4 separate regions of the Mus musculus genome follow, and all the other regions are linked to region 1. The links are chromatin contacts, called in public HiChIP or PLAC-seq maps. All regions are on one chromosome and are shown on one strand. Each heading gives the region's core, a stretch centred on a gene start, on an enhancer-like site or on the middle of the called end of the contact. The rest is flanking DNA. Distances are from core to core; before and after follow the strand shown.

Region 1 (3,871 bases), core at 957-3,456:
TCTGCACCTCAATGCTGGCCTTTGGAATCTGTTTGGCCAGGTTAGTGACTCCGCCTCCTCACCCACTCCTTGATCCTGGTTCCCACACACATGCTGCCTGGGCAAGCACAGAGAGGTTTACTTGGGCTTATAAACAATTTTACAACGAAGTCTAAAGTTAGCAACAACAACAAGAAGTCGTTTGTAAGTAGTATGTCCATTAGAAGTAGAAGAAATTTCTCAGTGTGTCACACAGTCTCAAGAGATATGTACTTGGGAGAAAGAGACAGAGACCAGCCTAGGCTACATGGTAAAACTCTATCTTAACCCCCAAACTATGGTCCCTCCCTATAAAAGACAAGCGCTATAGTAAGCCAGCACCTGGTCCATCACTATAACAGTAGTATATTTTATTTATTTATTTATTTTGGGTTTTTTTTTTTTTTTTTTTTTTGAGACAGGGTTTCTCTGTGTAGTCCTGTTGTCCTGGAACTCACTCTGTAGACCAGGCTGGCCTTGAACTCAGAAATCCGCCTGCCTCTGCCTCCCAAGTGCTGGGATTAAAGGCGTGCGCCACCACCGCCCGGCAACAGTATGCTTTTAAACTTGCCATTATTGCTCACTAGAATCTAAATAATGACTAATTTCCCTTTAGAATTCATAATCTTCTAACTTGATAAAAAGACTGGGACTATCTCCTCTGTATTTTACAAATGAACGAAGGCTCACACAGAAGTTAAGTAGCCTGCCCCAGATGGAATAAATAACTAGAACAGCCAACTTAAGCACAAAAGTTGGTACTCCAACCCCCCGCAAACTCTGTCCACTCTATTTATAGATCCTAAAGCACTCCGAGAAAGCAACAAAGAAGTATTATGACAATGATTAAACCATCTACTGTTTCAGACAGCGCTGGCCTCAGAACACACCAAGAAAAAAAAGGAATGTCCAGTAACTTATCAAACATCAAGACATGGCCTTGCTATGTATCCTGGGCTAGCCTAGAACCTAAGTGCTGAGATTACCAGCATGCACAGTGCACTCTGATGAAAATATGTCTGACACAAGGTCTAACCCCAGCTGCCCTAGAACTTGCTATGGAGCCCAGGCTGTCCTTAAACTTGCTGGCTCTCCTGCTTCTACCTCATGAGGCCTGTGCCACCTGACCTGGGGAAAACTCAAATGTATCAAAATTACCCCTCCTGCTAATCTGTGTCATTATACGGCATCTAGTACCAATTTATACAGTCCAGCTAAACCCTGCATATCCAACCCCAACACATGGAGATAACCTCCTCTGAGGACAGAAGGCTGAAGCATACTTTTGGGAGTGCCACCAAATAATAATTTAAAATCCTGGGCAGACACACTATTTGAGGATAATACCCTGACGCTCATTACAAACAAAAACCCAGAATACCAAGATCTATTAGCTTGTGACACCTGAGGCTTTATTCAAACAACTGTTGAGACTCGACAGCTATTACATTAATTTACTGCAAACAGCTATGCCTGATTTACTCTTGTTTACACCTTGAGCCAAGCATACAGCCCTTACTTAATAAACACTTAATGAATTTATGTCTATTCATGGCTTTTCAGAGAACACACGCAGCTCATCTCTTCCTATTTTCCACATACTGATATATCTTTTTTCTTCGGGAATTCCACATAGGAAAGGCCGCTTCAGCCTACAAGGAGCTCATCCAGCCCCCTTGGATGTTGGGTGAAATTTGTGGTCTACTCATTTGAAATGCTTCATCGTGGGGACACTTAGTCCTCATAGGCATAAGGCCTCGGGTATGGCACTCGGAGATCTACATTCCCTTCGTCGAGGCAGAAACTGAGCAGAGCGAGGCTTAGGGACGTGTTCAAGGTCGCCTCAGCAGGCAGAAGGGATCATTATTGTCCCCGCACAAAGTCGACAGCACCTGCCATAGGGAGGAGGTTCCAAAGCTCCACCAAGCCCAGCACCGGACCTCCTCCCAATGCACCACAAGGTCACAGGGGTGCTGGGGTCCTGGCACACTGCGCTAAAAAGCCACCTTTGTCACGCTCATCCACACTACCCACAGCTGCCCAGATCTCGGCGCCGAGCCGCGCGGAGCTCCGCTTGCACCTCAGACTCCGACCACGGCGGATGGAGGAGGTAATTAAGGGACAAGGGCGGCGGCGGCAACTCACCACGGCTCTCTCGCGTATTCCTCCATCTTGGCTCCAACCCGCGCGAGAGTCTACGGCACGCTGGGCGGAAATTGATCCCCGCGACGGAAGTGATCCCAGGCGGAGGCGTGCTACTGGACGGGGATTGGAGCATCTCTTCCTGCCGCAGCCAATGGCAATCGGACTCCTTGTAGACCCGGAGCGTGGAGGCTCCCCGGCCAGGGCGTGGAGGTTCGGGGGTTCGGAGTACTGAGTGACAGAGTTCAGATCAGCCCCGTGGCCTGGGATAAACATTGATTGCCCTTTTTTTCGAGACAGAGTTTCTCTGCCCTGGAACTCGCTTATGTAGCCCAGTCTGGCTTCAAACTCAGATCAGCCAGCCTGTGCCTCCCGAGTGCTGGATTAAAGGTGTGTGTCACCACTATCCAGCCGCTATTTTTTAAAAAGTGCTTTTGCTGTCAGGTATTTATTAATAGTGCTACTTAATTTGCCGTGAACAGTGAATCTTTAATAAATATATGTAGCTCTTTTAGAGCAGATCTATATAGTCATAATGTCTGGAATGTAATAGATAACTTTTAAAATAAAGATTATTTTTATTAATTGATGTATGTACGGGATCTGGTGGGTGCATGGAGGTCTAAGGAGAGTCTACAGAACTGGAATTGTCAGGGCTGACAGCGAGTACTTTACCCACTGAGCCAATTTAGCAGCCCGAAAATAAGTGTTCATCTTATAGAGACAATTGGACCATTTCAGGAGCCATGGCCAATTTGAGACCATTGATTTTGGGGGTCGTTGGTGCCAGATCCTCTTCCATGCCTCCCCACAAAGGATAACCCAGAAAGCATGAGATATGTTTAGCCCAGAGAAAAGAGACTGAAAATAGGGCTATAGTCATACTTAAGTTGGTAAGTCAGATCCCCAGCATCATACACACACACACACACACACACACACACACACACACACACACACACACGGTTATGGTGGCACATATTGAAGTTCAGTGTTATATCCTCAGTTGCATTTAGAGTTCAAAGCCATCCTGAGATACTCCAGACTTCCCTTGTTAAAGAAGAAAAAGCTAAAAGTATGAAGTTTCACCAGCCTTATCAGGAAAACACAGTCACTGCCAGCTATAAAGGGAGTTCTTGTTCCATTCCACCTTAAAACAACAACAACGCCGGGCGTGGTGGCGGACGCCTTTATTCCCAGCACTTGGGAGGCAGAGGCAGGCAAATTTCTGAGTTCGAGGCCAGCCTGGTCTACAGAGTGAGTTCCAGGACAGCCAAGGCTACACAGAGAAACCCTGTCTCAAAAAAAAAAACAACAACAACAACAAAACAAAGCTAGATATTTGAGGCTAGACAGATGGCATAGCAATCAAGAGCCTGACTGTTCTAGAGGACTGGGGTTCAATTCCCAGCACAAATGGCAACTCACAATTGTCTGTTACTCCAGTTTCAGGGGATCTAACACCCTCTGCTGGCCTCTGCAGACACCAGGCCCACTTATGATACACAGATAATTCAGACAAAATACTCATGTTTTAATTATTTTTTTAAATATAGGTACTTATTTAATAGGAAAGCCAATGTAATAAGTAATAGACTGCAGTGACAAATGACATATTTTCCAGACTTTTTTTTGGGTGGGGGGGTGTTTCGAGACAGGGTTTCTCTGTGTAGCCCTTGCTGTCCTGGAACTTACTCTGTAGACCAGTCTG
Region 2 (3,779 bases), core at 349-2,848, 86 kb after region 1:
GTGCCACCACCACCCAGCTTGGTTGGTTTTTTTGTTTTTTTTTTTAAATCCTAATTTTTCCTGTGAGAACCAACATAAGTGAGTTATGTTTGACTGTTGTCTAAACCATCCCAGAAGACAAGAGGCATTTAACATGAGTATTTACACACTTCCATCAAACTCTCAGTTTGCAACTCTGAACATTTCTGTAAAATCACAGCACAAAGTAGAATAGTTCTTTTACCAATAATCTGTTTTTACATTTATTATGACTTTTCTCATGGCCTATATTTTAAAAAAAGTTTTAATTAAGATATACATAGGTTTTAATGGTTTTGTTCTTATTTAGTTGACAAAGGCTTTAAACTTTTTTCTTTAAAACATTGTTGTTGCTATTATCTATCTCTCTATCTATCTATCCATGTCCATGTATGAAAACGTCTGGGTGTTTCAGGTCTCCAGGAGTTGGAGTTACAGGTAGTTGTGAACTGCCTGCTGTGGGTACTAGGAATCAAACTTGGTTCCTCTTCAAGAACAGTATGTTCTCTTATCTGCTGAGCCACCTCTCCAGCTCCTGCTTTTAATCTTATACTGACATTTGATGTAAGGGATGTTTAATGCTTCAGGGACTAATGAATGCATGTAGATAAAAAAAAAAATCAGGTTTTACAAAGGTCAGAAGTAATACAGGCAAGTGGTTAAGCAGGTTATGCCTCCCTCCTCAGCCATTTAAGAGTGGTTTCAGAGCTCTCTGAAAAGCTGTACTTGGTTTCTCTTAGCACAATGAGATTTTAAATTTATTCAGAGCCAAAGATCGGCTCTACCAAGATTGCGCAGGAAAAGATTGATCTCTGTTCATGGTTGTAGCACTAATCAATACACACAGGCGGACTGGGTGACTCCTCAATGTCCCCGAAGGATCTCCCTCCTTTCCTCTCTCCCCTCAATGCATGGATTCTCATTGTCTCAAATGTCAAGATACGGTAGGAACATGAATTCTGTAATTCTCATGCATAGAATTCAATTGAGATGCTTAAATTTGGATCTTAAAATAGCCTTCAAACTAGAAATGTCCAGGCCTAGAGAGAGGGCTCAGCAGTTAAAAGCACTCGTTCCTATTGAGGACCTGGGTTCAATTCCTTATACTCACAAGGTGGCTTACAACTGTCTATAACTCCAGTTTCAGGGGATGCGATATTCTCTTCTGACCTCCGTAAGCACCAAACATGCACATGGAACACAGACATGCTCAAAAAACCACTCATATACATAAAATAAAACTATGAACTGAAAATTTCAAATACCAACGTGTCCCCTAGTCCGAGTATGAACTTAAGTAATGACTACGAAACCTCTAGTCTTTGCCTATGAAAAAGAGAAGTGAAACTGGGAGATATGAGCTTGTTTCTATGCCACATTCTCCCCAAATTTGGATTCTATTGCACAGACTACCAACACAGTGATGTGGCTGCTAATTAGATTTATGTCCTTCACAATTATGCAACATTATGCAAATTATTCAGAGCCTTGGGTTAAGTGCCTTCACTGAAGAGAGGAGGCTGCTCTTTGAATTGAAAGGGAATAAGGAACAAAGGGACCGCCTTCTGGAGTCACCAGTAGAGCTTCTTTTCCTTTTCCTCCAGTATTCTTCCTGAAGAGGTCTAGGAGAAATTTCTAGGCAACACAATGCATGGGACATCGGTGATGTTCTCCAGCTGAGCCATTTCTCGTCAAGCAGTTCTTAGCATTCTAGAGCAGTGTACTTACCCCCAGATGGCTCTCACAGCAGAGATGCGAACTGATGGGGGCTGTGTCTCATGAAGACCACTGACTGTTGCCTGTAGGAACTGCTGAATCAGTTCAGGGGACATAGCGACAGTGAAGCGACTGGCAGCCCACAGTGCCCGGCCCAAGAGGAAAGGAGATGCTAGGAGGAAGAGCAATTACAGGCTGCATGATGAAAAGTTCCTCTCCCCCTGCTCCGCCCCAACTCTATTTCTCAAACGCTAGCAAATATTGGATGCTATAAACATAGATGACTTATTTGAAAGAAAGAACAATTCCACATGGTAAAGGCATATGTGCAATAAATGATACAGAACCCATTTCTCAGTTCTACCTCGGACTATTCTAAGACCGAAGCCCTCACGGCTGCTTACCTGCACTAGTCCATTTCTAAATCCTTCTCACCGTCTCTTCCTTCCCATTACTGTCTCAACACTAGAACATCAATTATAGCTGCTATCCCTCTATTAATAACCTGACAAACAAGTCCACAGTCCACCAAATACACATGAAACTAGTGCTGACATTCAAGACATCTTTGATGGCTACTAAGCTCAAGCACACATCCGGACTCAGAACTCATATCTTGCTTTGTCAGCTCTGAGCTTTGTTTAAATCACAAGTCAACACGTTCCCTTCATACTCTCTATGATCTCTCAGTCTGCAGCAATCTCAAATTATCTCTGAGCCACTGTAATTCTGTGTGTTCAGCTTTCTCATATGCTGTACTTTGTTTGATATTCTAATCTACTGGTGTAAGAATTACTACTTCCTGCTAAGCATGAACTGTTTAAGAATACTGAATGCGGGGGCTGGTTAGATGGCTCAGCGGTTAAAAGCACTGACTGCTCTTCCAAAGGTCCTGAGTTCAAATCCCAGCAACCACATGGTGGCTCACAACCATCCGTAACAAAAATCTGATGCCCTCTTCTGGAGTGTCTGAAGACAGCTACAGTGTACACACATATAATAAATAAATAAATCTTTAAAAAAAAAGAATACTGAATGCGTGGGGCGTGGTGGCACACGCCTTTAATCCCAACACTCTGAAGGCAGAGGCAGGCAGATTTCTGAGTTCCGAGGCCAGCCTGGTCTACAGAGTGAGTTCCAGGACAGCCAGGGCTACAGAGAAACCCTGTCTTGAAAAACAAAAACAAAAACAAAACCAAGAAAGAGAATACTGAATGCCTTCAGCTTGTCAAAGAGCTTAGTCAATCACTCTAAAATATCAAATTGAGGAATTATTGAATAGCTCTTAACAAACTAGGAAATAATTACTATCACTTTAGATATAGAGGTAGTAACTGCCAAAGTATGGCTTAGGTATTTCTGAAAGTCCTTAAAGCTAAAACCATCACCTTTTAACTTTTTTACTCTCATTCCTTCCCAAATGATCAACAGCACTTTCCAGAGGTTTTATGATACATATATGGTATCATGGCTATTATAACTAACAGAATAGATACAAGCCGCAATTCTTGATTAAAGATTTTAATCTCATTTATGAATATATATGTATGTGATGTGTGCACATATATACAGCACATACATACAGTGCCAGAAGTTGCCATAAGAGGGCATCAGATCCCTTGGAACTTGAGTTACAAGAAGTTCTGAGTTACATCTCTTGGGGTATTAAGGACTAAACTCAGATCTTTATACACAAACATACACACAAAACTGAGAAAGACAGAGATAGAAACAGACACAGAGAGAGGGGGGAAGAGAGAGAGGAGAGAGAAAGAGAGAGGAGAGGGAGAGGGAGAGGGGGAGAGAGAGAGAGAGAGAGAGCGAGCGAGAGAGAAAAGAGGGCTAAGAGATGACTCAGGGGCTAAGAATGCCTTCTCTGTAATCATAAGGCTAGGAGTTTGGATCACAGCACCCATGCAACTAGCCAGAAGGCCCAGCAAATGCCTGTGATCCCAGCTCTGACAGTGGTGGAGACAGTAGGTCTGATGGAGTTTGCTGGATTCTGTCTAGCTAAGTCCAAGGAGAGACTCCAACTCAAAGGACTA
Region 3 (3,592 bases), core at 994-3,493, 120 kb before region 1:
AGGGTGATAAGCTGAAGGGTGCTTGCCCACAAGAACCAAGGTCGGCTATGGCCTGTGTGTGGCACTTCTCCTGCTCTTCCCTCCTACTCTCCTATTGCTGGTCCTTTTGCCTTGCCCAGAAAGCGTATTCCTGGAATTCTGTGCTACCCCACCTCTCCATCCTTCATGATGGTCTTCTTAGATCACCTTTCTACCTTTCTGAGAGCTCTCTGAAAAGGGATGTAACAAAGTGTAGAACACTGGAGCTGGGTTCTGAGGTACACACCTGAAATCAAAACACTTGGAAGACTGAGGCAGGAAGATCACACATTTAAGGCCAGCTGGGCAAACAGTAAATACATTTGTTCAGTGTTGGACTCTGGGTGTAGCTCAGTCGATCGAGCTCTGGCTTCTGTTTCCAAAACCACACAAGACTGGGCAGGGTGGCTCAGGCCTGTAATCTCAGCGCCATTCCAGTACTGGGGAGGTAGAGGCAGGAGGATCAGAGGTTCAAGGCCAGCCTGGGATAAGTGAAACTGTAGCCTCCCCCAGCCTGAAGCGGGCTGGTACAAACCTTGTTACTGAGGTGGGCCCACCTGCGGTGCAGCTTTCTGACTTGGCTGGCTTCTTTTGAAGTGACAACTGCCCTGAGATTCTGCCACCTGCCAAGAGTCTGAACCTGTCTTCCTGAGAGATTCCTGAATAAACTGCCAGCCTGGCAGCCTGGAATGACTCCAGGCACCAAGAGTGGAACTGGCGACTTACTGCTAACGGCTCTGGCGGACTAGTGCTAACAATGTGGCAACAAAACATCAAGAAGCCTGGCATGGCAGGGGATGGGCTTCCCCCCTTTATAAGCACAGACTGCTAGTAAACATTGAGCCTTGAACAGGGAATCATCTTGGCTCCATTATTTCTCTGGATCTTTCAGCCCCAGCCTGCCTCCCAGGTGTACCCAGTCCTTGTAAGCGGCAGGCCGGCTTGCTACATGAAATAATTTATCAAAAACGTTTAAAGCCGGGCGTGGTGGCACATGCCTTTAATCCCAGCACCTGGGAGGCAGAGGCAAGTGGATTTCTGATTTCGAGGCCAGCCTAGTCTACAAAGTGAGTTCCAGGACAGCCTGGGCTATACAGAGAAACCCTGTCTCAAAAAACAAAACAAAACAAAACAAAACAAAACAAAACAAAAAAAAAAAAAAAAGCCGGGCGTGGTGGCGCACGCCTCTTTAATCCCAGCACTCGGGAAGCAAAGGCAGGCGGATTTCTGAGTTCGAGGCCAGCCTGGTCTACAAAGTGAATTTAAAAACTGTTTAAAATTTTTTAAGGCCAGATGAAGTGGTATTTGTCTTGAACACCATCACTGCAGAGGCAGAAGCAGTTGGATCTCTAAGAGTTGGAGCCAGACTGGTCTACACAGCTAGCCAGGGTTACATGGTGAGACCTTGTTTCAAAATTATAACAACAACAATAACAATAATGTATATACACAAGTAATACACACATTTCATATGTGTACATGTACACACGTGAGCACACACAGTTCTCTATTCCCTTTTTTTTTTTTTTTTGATTTTGGTTTTTCCAGACAGGGTTTCTCTGTGCAGCCCTGGATATCCTGGAACTCACTCTGTAGACCAGGCTGGCCTCGAACTCAGAAATCTGCCTGCCTCTGCCTCCCAAGTGCTGGGATTAAAGGCTCTATTCCCTTTCGTGCCTATCTTTCTCCATTGACTGCTTTTTTTTCCTTATCTCTCATCCCCTCCTTCCCAGTGATGGCTTCCACCTAATCCTTCAGTCAAGTCAGGAGAGACCTGAGTTTCTCCCTTGATGCGGGCAGATGAATGAGATGCCCGCTCAACCCAAGAGGCTGCTGCCAAGTGGTACAGCAGAGCTGGCCCTGCCACTTTGTCCCTTCCCGGTCAGTCTGGTTGTGGACATCTGTTTCTTTAACTGCCGATTTGTTGTGGTGGTTAATTAGCACTTATCTGGATGTCAGGCCCCTGAGGGGACACCCTGGAGCAGTCCTTATAACAGTCATCTCCTTCAGCTGGGCTTACAGTCTGAGAAAAAGAGACCAATCCTTCAGTCTTAATGTCCCCCAGCCCTGGCCTTCACCTGCGGGGCCTGGGTACCAGCCCCTTGTGCCTCTTAAGCCCTCTTGCAAGCCAGGAGCGCAAGCAGCCTGCTGCAGCTGGCCTGAACAGGACTGGACTGGGAACATCTCCAACCCCCCAGAATGGCCCAGTGTCAGTTTCAGGCCCTCATGGGGCAGGAGGAGGCTGAGGGTGGGGCTGCCAAAGTCAACAAAGCCTGTTTCCATGCGCAAGGACCTGTTTGGCACCTGCGATCCTGTTTTCCAGCCCATGAGCCTTCTCCCTGGGGTCAGCTGGAGGTCCCCTCCCTCTCGTCCCCAACTCCAAAGCTTCTCCTTCTTCATCATGAGGTCTGCTCAACTGTCCTACAGACCCAGAGACCTGTGACACACTCCAGCGTGAGCCCCATTGCCTCTAGAGCAGTGGCTCTCAGCCTTCCTAATGCTGGGGCCCTTTAATACAGTTCCTCATGTTGTGGTGAGCCCAACCATAAGCTTATTTTTGTTGCTATTTCATAACTAATTTTGCTACTGTTATGAATTATAATGTAAATCTGTGTTGTCCCAGGTCTTAGGCGACTCTTGGGAAAGGGTTGTTCAACCCCCAAAGGAGTCATGACTTCTACATTCTTGTACCAAACATCTCTCATAGTCTACAGATCAGACCCACAGTCTAGGGCTATTTGCATGAGCTTATTTATTTGTTTTTAATTCTTTTAAGATTTGCTTATTTTATGTGTGTGAGCGTTTTGGCTGCATGTGTATGTGCCTGTGTATAGTTCTAAGCTGCAACCGGGTGGATACCGGGGACTGACCAAGTCCTCAGCAAGAATGACAAGGGTTCCTAACTGCTGAGCCATCTCACCAGCCCCCATTTACATGACTTGATCTTCATCTCCTACGCTAGCATGGCCATAGCTTCTGTCCAGCTAAAGAACTCTATTTTATCTGAGGAACTTCTCCAAAGACCAATCGTCAATGGAGGCATCCAGGTCTTACTATGTAGCTGTAGCTGGCTTGGAACTCATTATGTAGATCTGGCTGGCCTCAAACTCTCTGAGGTCTCCCTGACTCTCCCCTCTCAAATGAATGCTGGGCTTAAAAGCATGTACCCTAGGCCTGGCTTTTCCTACCAGTTATTGAATCTCTGGCAGTTTTGGTTTTGGTTTTGGTTTGTCTTGTTTTTTGAGATAAGGTTTCTCAGTGAGGACGTGGCTGTCCTGGAATTCACTCTGTAGACCAGGCTGGACTTGAAGTGAGAGATCTACCCTCTTGCCTCTGCCTCCTGAGGGCTGAGATTAAAGGCAAGGCGGGAATCACTGGTGTTTTGATCTGTTACTTAGTGATTTATACCTGGTCTCATTCTTCAAAGCCCCCTCCCTCCCTCTCAATGAAAGGCCTTTTTATATTTATTTATTTTTTGCATGTGACTTTTCCCCTAGACTAAGAATTTAAGTCTTCATGCATATTAGACAAATTCTCTACTACTGAGCCCCAACCCTTAATTATTCTTCCTTAT
Region 4 (3,740 bases), core at 396-2,895, 79 kb before region 1:
TACTGGCTGCAGACTTTGAAATTGGTCACTTTTTACGTGAGCGCATAATCCCAAGATCAGTGCTGTACTTCACTGGAGAGGCTATCGAGGACGATGACGATGATTATGATGAAGAAGGTGAAGAAGCTGACGAGGTAATGTTTACCAAATGAGCAAATAATTCACTGTATAACACATTGAGGAACAAAAATGAGTGATTAATGTATTCCTTATAATCATTCTGTGATTTGGGATAAATTTTGGAAACTATGATTTTAGAATTCTACAGCCAAACAATGTATGTATAAGGTTTCAATAAATAAATTGCAAAACTCAAAAAAAAATGTTATTCTTATTACCTGGGTTTTCATTTGTTCAAGACAAAAATCTTCAATACAGACACAGGCTGGCTTGAATTAAAACTCTTCTTACAGCCAGGCAGTAGTGGCTCACGCCTTTAATCCCAGCACTCAGGAGGCAGTGGCAGGCAGATTTCTGAGTTCGAGGCCAGCCTGGTCTACAGAGTGAGTTCCAGGACAGCCAGGGCTACACAGAAAAACCTGTCTCGAAAAATCGAAATATCTTCTTATCTCGACCTCTTCCTGCTTCCAGCCTCCTAAGGCCTTTACCCACAATGCTCAGCTTCTGAGTGTGTGCATGCATCACATTAAGGCCAGAGTCTGGATGGTCAGGTCTATCCTTCTCTATGTTATCCCTTTGAGACGGCATCTCTCACTGAGTCTGGAGCTAGGCTGGTGGCTAGCAAGGTCCATCTGCCTCTCTCTGCTCCCATAACATTGAGTTGGGTTACAGGCTCACAGACAGCCATGCCCAACTTTTTACACAGATGCCGGGGATTCGAACTCAAGTCCTCCCCTTTTCCCAGCAGGCCCTTTTACCATTAAACCATTTCTTCCCAACCCTTACCTTTTCAAATCCTAGAAAAACTGACACAAACATTAACATTTCAGCCACGTCAGGAGTGCCGGGCTCTGTGCTGTCACCCACAGGCACACTGTTGCACAATGATCTCCACGCCCCACCTCCAGAACTTTCCATGATCCTATGCTGAAACGGTCTGTTAAGCAGTAGTTCCCACACCTCACCGTCTAGTCCCTAGCAACTACTGTCTACTGCCTGACCCTATGAATTTTCCCCGTCTAGGGGATTCATATACTGCTTATCCCTTTGAGTCACTTACAGTGCAAAAAGGGAGCCTACTGAAGGAGAGCACACTGAAACAATAGTCTAAGAAGGAGCAATGGTCTAGGGCAACCTGTGCTGGAAAATTCCACAGCCGTGACCAGGCATGGGGACGCACACCTTTAATCCCAACACTCAGGAGTCAGATCTCTGAGAATCAGAATCTGCCCGGCTGACCTAGTAAGTTGTATGTAGCTGGTCAGGACTACATAGTGAGATCCTTTCTCTAAATAAAATAAATTGATCATTAATTTTAAAGTCTACAGCTGTCAGAGCAGAGCTAGTCTCTCTCCTCCTTGATCTGGGGCCCATGGTCCACGGACAAACTATCTTCCTACGTGTGGGGAGCCAGGGAAAGGAAGGCAGAGAAGGAGGGGAAAGGGGCCAGAGTAAAAGCCCCCACCCAGAAAGGGAGCCAGGTGTCGCAGAGCTATTTCAGAGTGTGTATTCCTGTGCCCTGGGCGCTCTCGCGCCTGCTAGCTGCACTGTAAATACCTGATGGGCAGCTGCAAAATGGCGCTTCCCCCAGGGGCTACGCCTGCAAAAAGGAGTCTGGCTTCACGGCAAACCTTCTGCGGCCATTTTCTCGAGAATACCTGTTGGGGCAATACCCAAGAAAACCATCTAAGGGACTTCGTACTGCTGCCGGTGCAGATGGGCCTCTGAGACCCAATGGCAGCCAATGACTGGGTGGCCCATATCTCAGGGCTCTGAGTCAACAGGTGAGATAAACGCACAGGGCAGGATCTGAGGTTGGGAAATCTCAGAGACCAGAGCTCCTGGGGCTAAAACAAAGGTGTTTTCAGAGTGGGAGGCCAGATCTTCCTCAAGGACTGGGGTCCTGCGAGAACCTGGACTCTGAACTTAAGATCAGGCTGATTCGTTACAGCGTGGCCGTCTCGGCCCAAGAGCCTGAAATACCAGGAGGGGTCATTTCTTTCCCAGGAGTACATCCATTTCTCTCTCTCTCTCTCTCTCTCTCTCTCTCTCTCTCTCTCTCTCTCTCTCTCTCTCTCTCGTTTTGTTTTTTTGTGTTTTGTTTTTTGTTTTTGGTGGCTGGTGGGTATTTGTTTTGAGACAGGGTGGCATCAAACTGTCTATAACCATGGATGACCTTGAACTTGTGACTGTCTTGCCTCTGCCTCCTTAAGTGCAGAGATTTCAGCCTTGCACCATTATTTATTGCCAGCGTTGTGTCATGCTGGGGGTTCACACCCACCCACAGCTTCTTGCATGCTAGGTAAGCACTCTACAAACAAAGCCCCATCCCTACCCCCTTTTAATAAAAACATGGGCATTTTATTAAGAAAGAAGAGCAGCTGGGCATGGTTGGTGGCATCCACCTCCCTTAGTCCCAGCACTCAGGAGGCAGAGGCAGGCGGATCTCTGTGAGTTCCTGGCCAGCCTGGTCTACATAGTAAGCTCCAGGACAGCCAGGGCTACAAAGTGAGACCAGGTCTCAAAAGAGGAAAGCAGGGCAGGCTTAGGAGGGGGAGATCCTTTCTCTAAATAAAATAAATTGATCATTAATTTTAAAGTCTACAGCTGTCAGAGCTGAGCTAGTCTCTCTCCTCCTTGATCTGGGGTCCACCGTCCACAGACAAACTATCTTCCTATGTGTGGGGAGCCAGGGAAAGGAAGGCAGGGAAGGAGGGGAAAGGGTCCAGAGTAAAAGCCCCCACCCAGAAAGGGAGCCAGGTGTTGCAGAGCTATTTCAGTCTCCAGAATGCTGAGGTGACAGGCATGGGCCACTACTTCCAACACCATTTGACTGTTCCTAAGGTCTACTTTAAACAAATGATTTATTCATTCATGTATCTATCTTTATTTATGTGTATGCACACCTATGGGTGCCCTCAGAGCCAGAAGAGCAAGAGATCCGGGGTCTCTTGAAGCTCCAGTTAACAAAGCCAGCTGGGCTTCAAATTCGTAGAAATCCGCCAGACTCTGATTCCTGAATTCTGGAATTAAAGGAGTATACCATCATATGTTTGCACACTCAGGACTCTCATAAAAGCACAAGACCAGGGGCTGGTGAGATGGCTCAGTGGGTAAGAGCACCCGACTGCTCTTCTGAATGGTCCAGAGTTCAAATCCCAGCAACCACATGGTGGCTCACAACCATCTGTAACAAGATCTGACTCCCTCTTCTGGAGTGTCTGAAGACAGCTACAGTGTACTTACATATAATAAATAAATAAATCTTAAAAAAAAAAGAGGTACATGAGAGAATTTGAAGAGCAGAAGGGGAAGCAGGAAATGATGTAGCTATAGTTTAAAAAAAAAAAAAAAAAAAGCACAAGACCAGAAGCCATAATATATATGCAATAGACATATAAAGTAGGAAAAAAACATCCTGAAGCAAAGAACCGCAAAAGATGGTTCATTTGGCTGTTTTCTGGTTTTGGCTTTTTAGTTTTTTGTTTGTTTGTTTGCTTGCTTGCTTGCTTGTTTGTTTTAAGACAAATTTCATGTAGTTCATGCTGGCCCTTAAATTCTGGATGTAGCCAAGACCCTGGATCTTTGTGATTTCATCCATGGTATACTAGAGTAACAGG

The links. HiChIP or PLAC-seq counts read pairs in DNA pulled down with a chosen protein or histone mark.
Region 2: an H3K4me3 HiChIP or PLAC-seq map of bone marrow-derived macrophages shows a contact between it and region 1, with 2.1 times the contacts expected there. The contact joins the enhancer-like site here to the promoter of Timm17a in region 1. A contact is called at or near these places in 1 of 15 datasets of contacts at CTCF or cohesin (the NIH/3T3 cell line), 3 of 484 Hi-C or Micro-C datasets (cortical neurons, gonadal supporting cells and nephron progenitors), 5 of 115 datasets of contacts at active chromatin or transcription factors (the SCID.adh cell line, T-cell acute lymphoblastic leukemia, bone marrow-derived macrophages and 2 more) and 3 of 9 other capture datasets (adipose tissue, liver and pancreatic islet).
Region 3: an H3K4me3 HiChIP or PLAC-seq map of embryonic stem cells shows a contact between it and region 1, with 8 times the contacts expected there. The contact joins the enhancer-like site here to the promoter of Timm17a in region 1. A contact is called at or near these places in 4 of 39 promoter capture datasets (the HPC-7 cell line, cranial neural crest, hematopoietic stem and progenitor cells and 1 more), 11 of 115 datasets of contacts at active chromatin or transcription factors (the SCID.adh cell line, bone marrow-derived macrophages, embryonic fibroblasts and 5 more) and 4 of 9 other capture datasets (adipose tissue, liver, macrophages and 1 more).
Region 4: an H3K4me3 HiChIP or PLAC-seq map of intestinal crypt epithelium shows a contact between it and region 1, with 7 read pairs. The contact joins the enhancer-like site here to the promoter of Timm17a in region 1. A contact is called at or near these places in 1 of 39 promoter capture datasets (the 3T3-L1 cell line), 7 of 115 datasets of contacts at active chromatin or transcription factors (the SCID.adh cell line, bone marrow-derived macrophages, embryonic stem cells and 2 more) and 3 of 9 other capture datasets (adipose tissue, liver and pancreatic islet).

What each region holds. Positions count from the first base shown.
Region 1 is chr1:135,311,531-135,315,401 of GRCm38.p6, forward strand. Timm17a (translocase of inner mitochondrial membrane 17a) reads right to left here and starts at 2,207. Exons shown (of 6, transcript NM_011590.2): 1 at 2,164-2,207. The coding sequence starts at 2,189.
Region 2 is chr1:135,398,298-135,402,076 of GRCm38.p6, forward strand. Ipo9 (importin 9) reads right to left here. Exons shown (of 24, transcript NM_153774.1): 14 at 1,747-1,906. Among named protein-coding and RNA genes, the nearest start is that of Shisa4, 25 kb to the left of the region's middle. Within about 2 kb of position 1,599, at least 15 of the 459 cell types and tissues checked have an H3K27ac peak or open chromatin away from gene starts, as enhancers often do. A contact at or near this core is called in bone marrow-derived macrophages, where this site is marked.
Region 3 is chr1:135,193,873-135,197,464 of GRCm38.p6, forward strand. All of the region lies in intron 1 of Gm41955 (a long non-coding RNA gene), which reads right to left. Among named protein-coding and RNA genes, the nearest start is that of Gm41955, 6.4 kb to the right of the region's middle. Within about 2 kb of position 2,244, at least 27 of the 459 cell types and tissues checked have an H3K27ac peak or open chromatin away from gene starts, as enhancers often do. A contact at or near this core is called in embryonic stem cells, where this site is marked.
Region 4 is chr1:135,233,091-135,236,830 of GRCm38.p6, forward strand. It overlaps the pseudogene Gm4204. Among named protein-coding and RNA genes, the nearest start is that of Elf3, 24 kb to the right of the region's middle. Within about 2 kb of position 1,646, at least 16 of the 459 cell types and tissues checked have an H3K27ac peak or open chromatin away from gene starts, as enhancers often do. A contact at or near this core is called in intestinal crypt epithelium and intestinal villus epithelium, where this site is marked.